2 separate regions of the Sus scrofa genome follow, and region 2 is linked to region 1. Evidence: chromatin contacts called from public Hi-C data. All regions are on one chromosome and are shown on one strand. Each heading gives the region's core, a stretch centred on a gene start, on an enhancer-like site or on the middle of the called end of the contact. The rest is flanking DNA. Distances are from core to core; before and after follow the strand shown.

What was found. Hi-C and Micro-C count contacts between places; a contact is called where the count stands out from the background.
Region 2: a contact with region 1 is called in a Hi-C map of omental adipose tissue, with 12 times the contacts expected there. The contact joins the enhancer-like site here to the promoter of TRNAU1AP in region 1. A contact is called at or near these places in 6 of 47 Hi-C or Micro-C datasets (embryonic fibroblasts, liver, mesenteric adipose tissue and 3 more).

The regions. Positions count from the first base shown.
Region 1 is chr6:85,565,238-85,569,771 of Sscrofa11.1, forward strand. It overlaps TRNAU1AP (tRNA selenocysteine 1-associated protein 1), which reads left to right and starts at 2,193. Exons shown (of 8, transcript XM_005665150.3): 1 at 2,193-2,322; 2 at 2,948-3,045. The coding sequence starts at 2,296. It overlaps RCC1 (regulator of chromosome condensation), which reads left to right. Exons shown (of 11, transcript XM_005665141.3): 11 at 1-624.
Region 2 is chr6:91,036,731-91,041,315 of Sscrofa11.1, forward strand. GJB3 (gap junction beta-3 protein) reads left to right here. Exons shown (of 3, transcript XM_021095864.1): 3 at 1-817. The coding sequence ends at 46. Among named protein-coding and RNA genes, the nearest start is that of GJA4, 6.4 kb to the right of the region's middle. Within about 2 kb of position 1,996, at least 20 of the 83 cell types and tissues checked have an H3K27ac peak or open chromatin away from gene starts, as enhancers often do. A contact at or near this core is called in liver and omental adipose tissue, where this site is marked.

The DNA.
Region 1 (4,534 bases), core at 943-3,442:
AAAAAAGTTCCTGAGAACTGACGAGCTTGAGGCTAAGAAGCTAGCAAGTGCACAGACTAGGCTGGATTTTTTTTTTTTTTTTTTTTTTTTTTTTTTTTTGGCTGTACCCATGGGATGTGGAAGTTCCTGGGCCAGGGATTGAACACGCATCTCATGCACCTCAGCAACCTGAGCCACAGTAGTGACAGTGCTGGGTCCTGAACCTGCTGAGCCACAGGGGAACTCCCTAGGCTGGTGATTAAATCAGCCTCCACCTGAGCCCAAAACCTCAGTTCCTTTTCCCTGTATTGGATGTAAGAGTTATAAAGCTCTCTGTAGGTGTTTACATATGTTAGAACAGTGTTGGGCACAGAGTAAATGTTCCAGAAGTCTTTGCTATTATGACCATTGCACATTTTAAAATTCCCTGTGGTTAATAATCGCCTTGTTTTTCACATGCTTAGTTTTTTGGTATAAGTATCATTAATTTAATGTCAGTGTCTATGAGAAGTAAATCTCCTTTTTTTGTGTTCAAACACATCAAATACGCTCAATTTTATCTTTTCCCCCATTCTCCTCCAACCTGAATTGGTTACCTGAAAACAAATGTAATCACCCCATATGGTTCAGCTATAAATAATGTTTACAAAGTCATAATAATGTAAGTGTTTGATATTTTGAAAAATTATAATTACAAGATGGTGAAGTGTATGTATGAGGTGCAGTCCTTAAAAAGATCTGAAACCACAAATGAAGAGAAAGTATGTTATTTAGAAATACTTGGATTTTAGGGAAAAGATTTGGAAGTGGTTGCCTTCAGGGGCAGGGATAGATGGGATAGGAGAGAACTGTTTAGTATTTATGACAAATTCAAAAATGTTTTCAGTGCCTCCCATATGCCAGACATTGTTGTGGGAATTTGATTAGAAACAACAAGGAATCCTGTCTGATGAAGCTTACATTTTAAATTAAAAATAAACACTTACAAGTCTTGCACAAGTAAAATAAATTTTAAAAATAGTAATCAAAGAGCACCCCACAAGGGCTGGCAAATTTTAGTACTCAAGAGTTATCAGTCATAATTCCAAGTCCTCCAGCTGCTGTGTTGGAGAGCTTACTGGATGCCAGGCATTAGGCCAAGTGCTTTCTCAACTTCTCAATTTCTCCATACGACAAACATGGTATGAGGTAAGCATTGCTGTTACCCACATCGCTAATAACAACAACACAATTGGAAGGGGCTGGGATTTGGGCTCCATTTGTTCAAATGTGTAGTTGAAGCACCCAACCGCTACACTACTACGGCCATGAATAGGATAAAGCTGGAAATGTGGCAACTTGGTTGAATCTCAAGACTTCAGAGTGCTTGACTTTGGGCCCCAACAACATAAGTTTGGAATATATGAACTGGCAAGGAAGGACATAAGTGGCCATCAACCCAGAAGGAGCCTGGGAAATGGATTCTCCATCAAGCGATGAGCTTCAGTGTTGGAGATGACAATCATCATCTACAGAATCTTCACATTCTGAGGAAAGGGCATCAAACTGAGGCTGAGGTCTGGGACCTTCCCAGACGAAGAGTCAAACTGTCAGGATTATCTAGCCATCGAAATCGAGTCTGCTGAAGGCCTTCTATGGCAAGTCTCTTCCTGGGAGAGGTTAGAACTTCTGGTGGTTTGGATTATTGTAGGGAACGTGAGACGCAAGAGAGTGACAAGATGGGGATTGATTTGTTTGTTGGTTGGTTAGCCCTCCCCTCCTCTCCCCTCCCACAGCCTAGTTCTATGCATGGGAATGATGGAAGGATGCCAGTCCAGCGTCAACAGAAATCCTGTCCTTTCCGTTTCGTAACCTGAGAAAAGCAGGTTGAAGGGGTGGCGGAGGCAGACCAGTGATTTGCCAGAGGTCATACATAGTTAGTGGAACTGGATCGTCCAGGCTTCCAAAAGGGATCTTTCACTTTAGGAAATATGCTTCTATTTTAAGTTTTTGCCATGAACATACACTACTTTTATAATTCTATACGTACGCGTGTGTTTAAAGCCGGAAAGAGTCCGGAGAAAGCCAGTCATTCACGCCCCCCACGGTCCCGCGCAAGGCGGTGTCTGCCCCGCCCCATCCCGCAGGCTCCGGTTCGAGACACGCCCACAGGGATCCGGAAAAACCCGGACCCGCCAGTCTGCGTTGCCTTGGGCGCCGAATTGCCGAGCGTGCGCAGAAGGCGATGGGGGCGCATGCGCCGTGGAGGCCGCAACCCCGCGGAGCGGCGTACGCGCCAGCCTCTGAGGCTCGCGTAGGCCTGGCGGGGCCTCGGGCATGGCGGCCAGCCTGTGGATGGGCGACGTGAGTTGGGGCGGCCGCCCGGTTCAGCGGAGGAGAAATATAGTGTCACGAGGGCAAAAGGGTCTGAAGAGAAGGGGTCCTCGGCTCTCAAGAGGGTGGCAGTGAATGGGGAGGGGAGTTCTCAGTGGTGCCAAAGCAAGTCCCAGCGTGTAGGTGAAGGGGCCGGGTCTGAGGGGGAGGGGTCCTCGGATCCCAAAAGGGTGGAAGAGAATGAGGAGAGTTGTTTTAGTGATGCCGAAGCAGGCCCTAGCATCTAGGTGCGGGGGCTGATTCGGAGGGGGAGGGGTCGTGGGGCCCAGCCCAGCCTGGATTCTGGGGAGGGAAAAAGGGAGGGTCTTTGCGTGGATAGAATGGGAAGAATCCCAAGGATTGAAGTGCGCCTTGGTTCGAGGACTGCAGGAATGGGGTTCCTAAATCCAAGGGGGAGGCTTCCTAAAAGGAGCAGCCTTGAAGGGAAGGAAGGCAAGAGGCTGGGAACGCCGGAGTGGATGGAAACCTCTTCACCCTCACCCTACTCCTGCCCGCAGCGTGCACCCAACCCTGGACTGAGCAGGGAGGGGCTCCGGATCCGGGAATGAGGAGCCTGGGTACTGACCTGAACTGCTCTGCTCTTATATTTGCGCAGCTGGAGCCCTACATGGATGAGAACTTCATCTCCAGAGCCTTTGCCACCATGGGAGAGACTGTGATGAGCGTCAAAATTATCCGAAATCGCCTCACTGGGTATGTTCTCTCCTCCCCTCTTGTCTTCTCAGTTCTCCCTTAGTAGATCAACTGCAGGTGTCATTCAGAAGGTAAACATCCTTCGGAGAGTCAGAGGCTTCTCACCCCTAATAATAATTATTACAGGAGTTCCCATCGTGGCGCAGTGGTTAACGAATCCGACTAGGAACCATGAGGTTGCGGGTTCGGTCCCTGCCCTTGCTCAGTGGGTTAACGATCCGGCGTTGCCGTGAGCTGTGGTGTAGGTCGCAGACGAGGCTCGGATCCCGCGTTGCTGTGGCTCTGGCGTAGGCCGGTGGCTACAGCTCCGATTAAACCCCTAGCCTGGGAACCTCCATATGCCGCGGGAGCAGCCCAAGAAATAGCAACAACAACAACAACAAAAGACAAAAAAAAAAAAAATAATAATAATTATTACAATGATATAAATTCTAACATTTCAGGGCTTATTGAGAGGAAGTATAATGTGTTGCTGACTCTGGAGCCAGAGTGGGTTTGAACGCTCTGTGTGCTGTGTGACCTTGAGCAAGTTACTCAGCCTCTCCCTGTCCTTCACCATAAAAATGGAGATAATAATAGCACCTACCTCATAGAGTTCTGATGAGGACTAAGTGCCATTAATTCCCATTCAGCATTTAGAACAGTGTTTGGCATATGGTATATGCTTGGTAAATATAAACAGATCATGATCTGCTGGGTAATAAGCATTTCAAAATCACAAAAACCCCTGAGCTAGGTACTATTATTAGAGAAGCATAGTAACTGTCTTAAAGTTACGCAGCTGTTAAATGAGAAGCCAAGACTCTAATTCAGGTCTGTTTTCAAAGCTCATGTGTGCCCATAACTCTTGTGTAAGACACTGCTACATGCCAGGGTTCTAGATTCCCAAAATATATGACTGAAACAAGCCAGATGCAGTCATTTCTCTCCTACATTCTACATTCTAACAGGGGAATGAGACTGTAAATATGTAAACAAGACAAAATGCAGAATAGATTTCCATATAATAGTGCTCTTATTTATTGCCTCCAGTTTCTTCTTTCTCTTTGAGGGTCGTAGGTTTCCTTAGGGTTCTAGTTAGAAATAACAGGATTCCTTATCAATCTGACAGTGTTTATCAAGTGTCTACTCTGTGCCAAGTACTAAAGCAGCGTGCTAAAAACATCAAGTAATTGAAAAATACAGATGAGAGATTTGAAATGTGGCCAACTCTAAAGTACTTTGTTTTGTTTTGTTTTTTTCTAGGGCTGCACCCGCGGCATATGGAGGTTCCCAGGCTACAGGTCTAATCGGAGCTGTAGCCGCCGGCCTACACCACAGCCACAGCAACTTGGGATCGATCCAAGCCAAGTCTGCCACCTACACCACAGCTCACGGCAGCGCCAGATCCTTAACCCACTGAGCAAGGCCAGGGATTGAACCCGCAACCTCATGGTTCCTAGTCGGATTCAATAACCACTGAGCCACAACGAGAACTCCCTGGTGAACG
Region 2 (4,585 bases), core at 746-3,245, 5.5 Mb after region 1:
TGATGACAAGGTGCAAGCTTCGGCACCCAGCCTGACCCCCATCTGACCTCGGGCGGGGGAGCAATCCTGGGGCTGCCCGAGGGGCCGGGCAGGGGGTGTTATTGTGGCGGTGGCGGGGTCCTGCAGGTGCTGGGTGCCCCCACTCTGAATTCACTAAGCTATTCAACTTCACTTTCAGCAGACTTTTTTTTGAGCGCTGGGCGCTGTGCTGTCTGCCTGGGTACAGGTCACCCCAGGCCCTGTGGCAGCCTTCCTGGCGGAGAGACACTAAAACAATCAAAGTAACAACTGCCTACAAGGGGACACTTAGAAGGCTCATAGTAGGACCTCCCCTAACCCAGGAGGGGGTGATCAGGAGAGGCTTCCGAGAGGAGGTAATGTTTGAAAGAGGTGAGAATGCTTCCTAGCGAAGAAAAGCAGGTGCAGAGGCCTGGAGGCCACGAAGAGAGTGGCTTGCTCTGAGTTGGATGCACAAGATCAAAGGGAATCTTCATTCCTCCAGATTTCTTGGGTGAAAAGGGAGGAGTCTCCCAGCAGTAGGAGGTCTGGAGGCTGAAAGTGAACCTGGGAAGAGGAGGAGGAGGCTCTCATGACACTGAGCCCTCCTGGAGACACCCAAGGACCCTCTGGGTTGCCAGGGCACTCAGAGGAAGCTCCCCTCCCCAGCCTCAGGCAGCTCTGCTCCCACCTTCCTCCCACAGTGTACTCAGTCTGGTGCCAGCCTCTCAGACCCAGCTCTCTGGGACTCCAGGTGGATGCACTGATAAGAACATTCCCAAGGCAGCTTCCTTGAAATCAATAAAGGCTGTTTGATACAGGTTGGCTCTTCTCTGTTCTCCCACAGTCCCATGACCTCCAGATCCTGAGAGGAGGGAAGGTAGCCCTCAGAAGGGGAGAGAGAGAGAAGGAGAGGGAGAGGGACATAGAGAAGAGTTCCCTTCCTGTCTCAGTGGTTAACAAACCCAACTAGGACCCATGAGGATGCGGGTTCAGTCCCTGGCCTCTGTGGGTTAAGGAGCTGGTGTTGCCCTGAGCTGTTGTGTAGGTCACAGGTGCAGCTTGGACTCCGTGTTGCTGGGGCTGGGGTGTAAGCCAGCAGCTGTGGCTCCGATTCAGCCCCTAGTCTGGGAACTTCTATGTGCCGTGGGTGCGGCCCTAAAAAACAAAAACAAAAAACAGAAGGGGAGAGAGAGCTCCAGGGCTGGAGCTGAAGTTAGGCTGGAACTGGAGTTGAGCCAGGCAGGATCTGGGCGGGAAGCTACCAGATACAGGTTGTAATTGTAGATGTGGACACAAGAGGGCGCCGTGCTCCCTCTGTAACAACACCTCTAGCCCTTTCCCGCAAGACCCTCCCTTGAGCACACACCACACTCCCTCCTTTTGTAATCCAATCACTGCCATCCACAACCCATATCCCCACCCTGTGTACACAAAATCCCTGTTATTCATACTCAGTCCTTCCGTATGCTCACAACAGGATCCTCTAAAGGCGTGCAGCCCAGCCTCGCCCAAGCCATATCCAGCTCCTAATATTTTCCCTGCACATTTTCTCCACTCCAGGCCCCTGGCAAATGCTGAGACTGCACAGGGGAGCAGGACCTGAGCCCAAGGAGCTCAGAGCCTGGGGGAGACAGAAATACACTCATCTCTTGCACTAACCAACTCTGGGCAGTTCATAGCCCCGCTCCCCGTACTATCTGATGACCTGAAATTTAGGGGACACCAACATCCACGCCAGGTCAGACTGGAAAGCAAAAGGAGGCGCAAGGCTGTACTGATCCAGAGGAACAGTGAGTAACTATCAAAGCCAAGGCCAGGAGCCAGAAATCCAGGAGGCAGTGGGCCAAGAGGCAATGCCGGCAGGGAAAGGTTGGGTCCTTGCGTCGAAAGAATGGGCTGGAGTTCACCTTTGCTCTCGTGTATGGCCATTAGTGGGGTGAATAAGCCAGCCAGGTATAAAGGGCCCAGGGCTGGGCTGATACCCTGCCTCCCAGGTTGAATCATGGCTTAAGCACTTCATGACCACAGCTGCACCTTGTGCATGCTTTTAGAACCTGGGTCTTGTCATCAGTGCAATGAGAATTGTATCAATCGGCGTCTCAACAGGAAACGGGTGGCACATTCAAACCGAGTACCTTCAAAGAATTTCCTGGAGGGACTGTTTTTAAAGGTATGGGCATAATTAAGGAAACCCATAAAGGGTACCCTGTGGCTAGTCCCAGGTAGCAATGGACAGGATTGCCACACAGGAGCTGCAAGGACGCATCCAACCACAACCACCAAATAAACACCATGACTTCACTCTCCCGTCTCCTGCTCACCTGCCAGTGGCTCCCACTGACCCAACACGACCAGAAGCCAGAGGGCAAAGGAGCCAAGAGAGATAGCCTGCCAGGGCACAGAGCAGATCCCAGGGGCAAGGGAATATATTCATCCCAGCACTCAGGACAGTACCTACTCCTAGGATTGTTGTAGAGATCAAAGGAGACGGTGGGAACACACTAGTACAGCACTAATGTATCTAGTAAATGTCTAGGCATGACCGACCATGCTTAGGAAAGTCACTGCCTGCTGCCCAGGTCACCTGGGTCAGTCCCAGCTTGCAACAGATAGTTACAAAGGTCCCAGGGAGGCGTGATTGCCACCTCTTTTCTGCCTTCCAGCAACCTCCAAGGTGATTCCTGTAGCCTGGACAAGGGTAGCTTGGAGGTCAGAGCAACCAGAGAACATGGGCTATCCCAGCACGGATGGAGCCTTGGGTCCTGGCTCCGCTTCTGCAGACTACAGATGAGAGAATATTCCAGCCCTGAGCGTCCTGCTTTGGCCTGAGAGCTGTCCATCCGTCCATCTGTCCATCCGTAGCCCTGCTGCTCATGCCTTCCACACAGCATGTGTTGTTTGCACCATCCAGAGTCTCCAGCACACATCACTGTCACCACAAGGTGGCTCTCATGTCCCCGGGGCCTTCTCTTTACACCTCCATCTCTTCTCCCATCACATGAGGATCTATCAATAGCACTTATGATAGTTGAGATTTCATACACACCTCTTCAAGTCCATGTCTACTGCAAAATGTAACAGCCACCCTGCAGTCCAAGGTAAACAGAGATTTTTTTTTTTTTTTGCTTTTTTTTTTTTTCACAGCACATGGAAGTTCCCAGGTTCGGGGTCCAATCAGAGCTTCAGCTGCCAGCCTACGCCACAGCTCCAGCAATGCCAGACCCAAGCTGTGTCTGCGACCCACACCACAGCTCATGGCAATGCCAGATCCTTAACCCACTGAGCAAGGCCAGGGATTATTTTGCATCATAACCCTGATCCAAGCCTCCTGACATGGACTGAATATGTTCCCCGGAATCCATGAGTGGAAATGCCAACTTCCCAGGTAATGGCATTAGGAGGTGGGGCCTTTGGGGAGTGATTAGGTCATGAGGGCGGATTAGTGCTCTTAGGAGAAGAGACACCAGGGGGATGGTCTTTCTCTCTCTGCCGTGTGAGGACACACTGAGAAGACAGCCAGATGTAACCCAGGAATAGGGCCTTCACCAAGAATCCAACCAGGCTGGCACCCTGGTCTTGGACTTCCAGTCCCCAGAACCACGAGAAATACATTCTTGTTGTTTAAGCCATTCAGCCTGTGGTATTGTCACAGCATCCCTCACCTGGGTCACTGCCACAATCTCCTTGCCTCCTGCCCTCGACTCTGGGTAGAGTCAGGCATGCCCAGGGTGCGCTGGGGAGTAACACCCGTGACCAGAGAGGGGAGGAGGCAGGATCCAGTGACAAGACCCGTTAGCGGGAGCTCGTGCCCATCAGACAAAGATGGTCCATGAGAGGCGATCCACGTTGGATGGAAACAACTAGGCCCTTGACCACCACCACTACCTGGCTCTGTTGTTGCCTGGGGCCACCCCAAGCAGAGCCTGTCCACCTGGACGGCCGAAGCAGACCCCAAAGGGCTAAGAGCTGGAGGTTGTCGGGGGGCCGGACTCCGCACAGCTGGGCAGTGAGTCCTCCACTGAAGGGGGATGGACTGCATCCACCCCCCAGCCCCACAGACGATTCCCGCACAGCAGCCAGCGTGCTCCCGGAACACCTAAGTCAGCCCATGTCACTCTTCTGCCCCAAACCTCCAGAGGCATCTCACACAGGCCCTTAGGGGCCTACAAGACCTGTCCTATCTGTCCCCTTGGAGAACGCACCTCTTCGCCTGGCTGACCTCACTCAGTCACGTGAGGACCTCCTTGCTGAGCCTCGGGCAGAAAACACCAGGCATATTCCGGCCTCAGGGCCTTTGCGCTCACTTTCCCTCTGCCTGGAATGTGCTTGCCCCCAGAGAGTCATGGGGCTCCCTCCCTTCGTTCCGGGCCTGCATCAAAGGCCAGCTGCTTTGGGAGACTCTCTTCAATTCAAAACTGAAACCACCGCCCTTGCACCCCGATCCTCCTTTCCTGCTTTACTTCCCACCTGGCACTTATCACCATCTAACAGGTTCTGTATTTTGTCTGTCTCCCTCCTGCTATAAAATCCACAGATGGGGATTTTTGTTATCGCTGTTCCCTGGTTGACCTATCATCTGGGACAG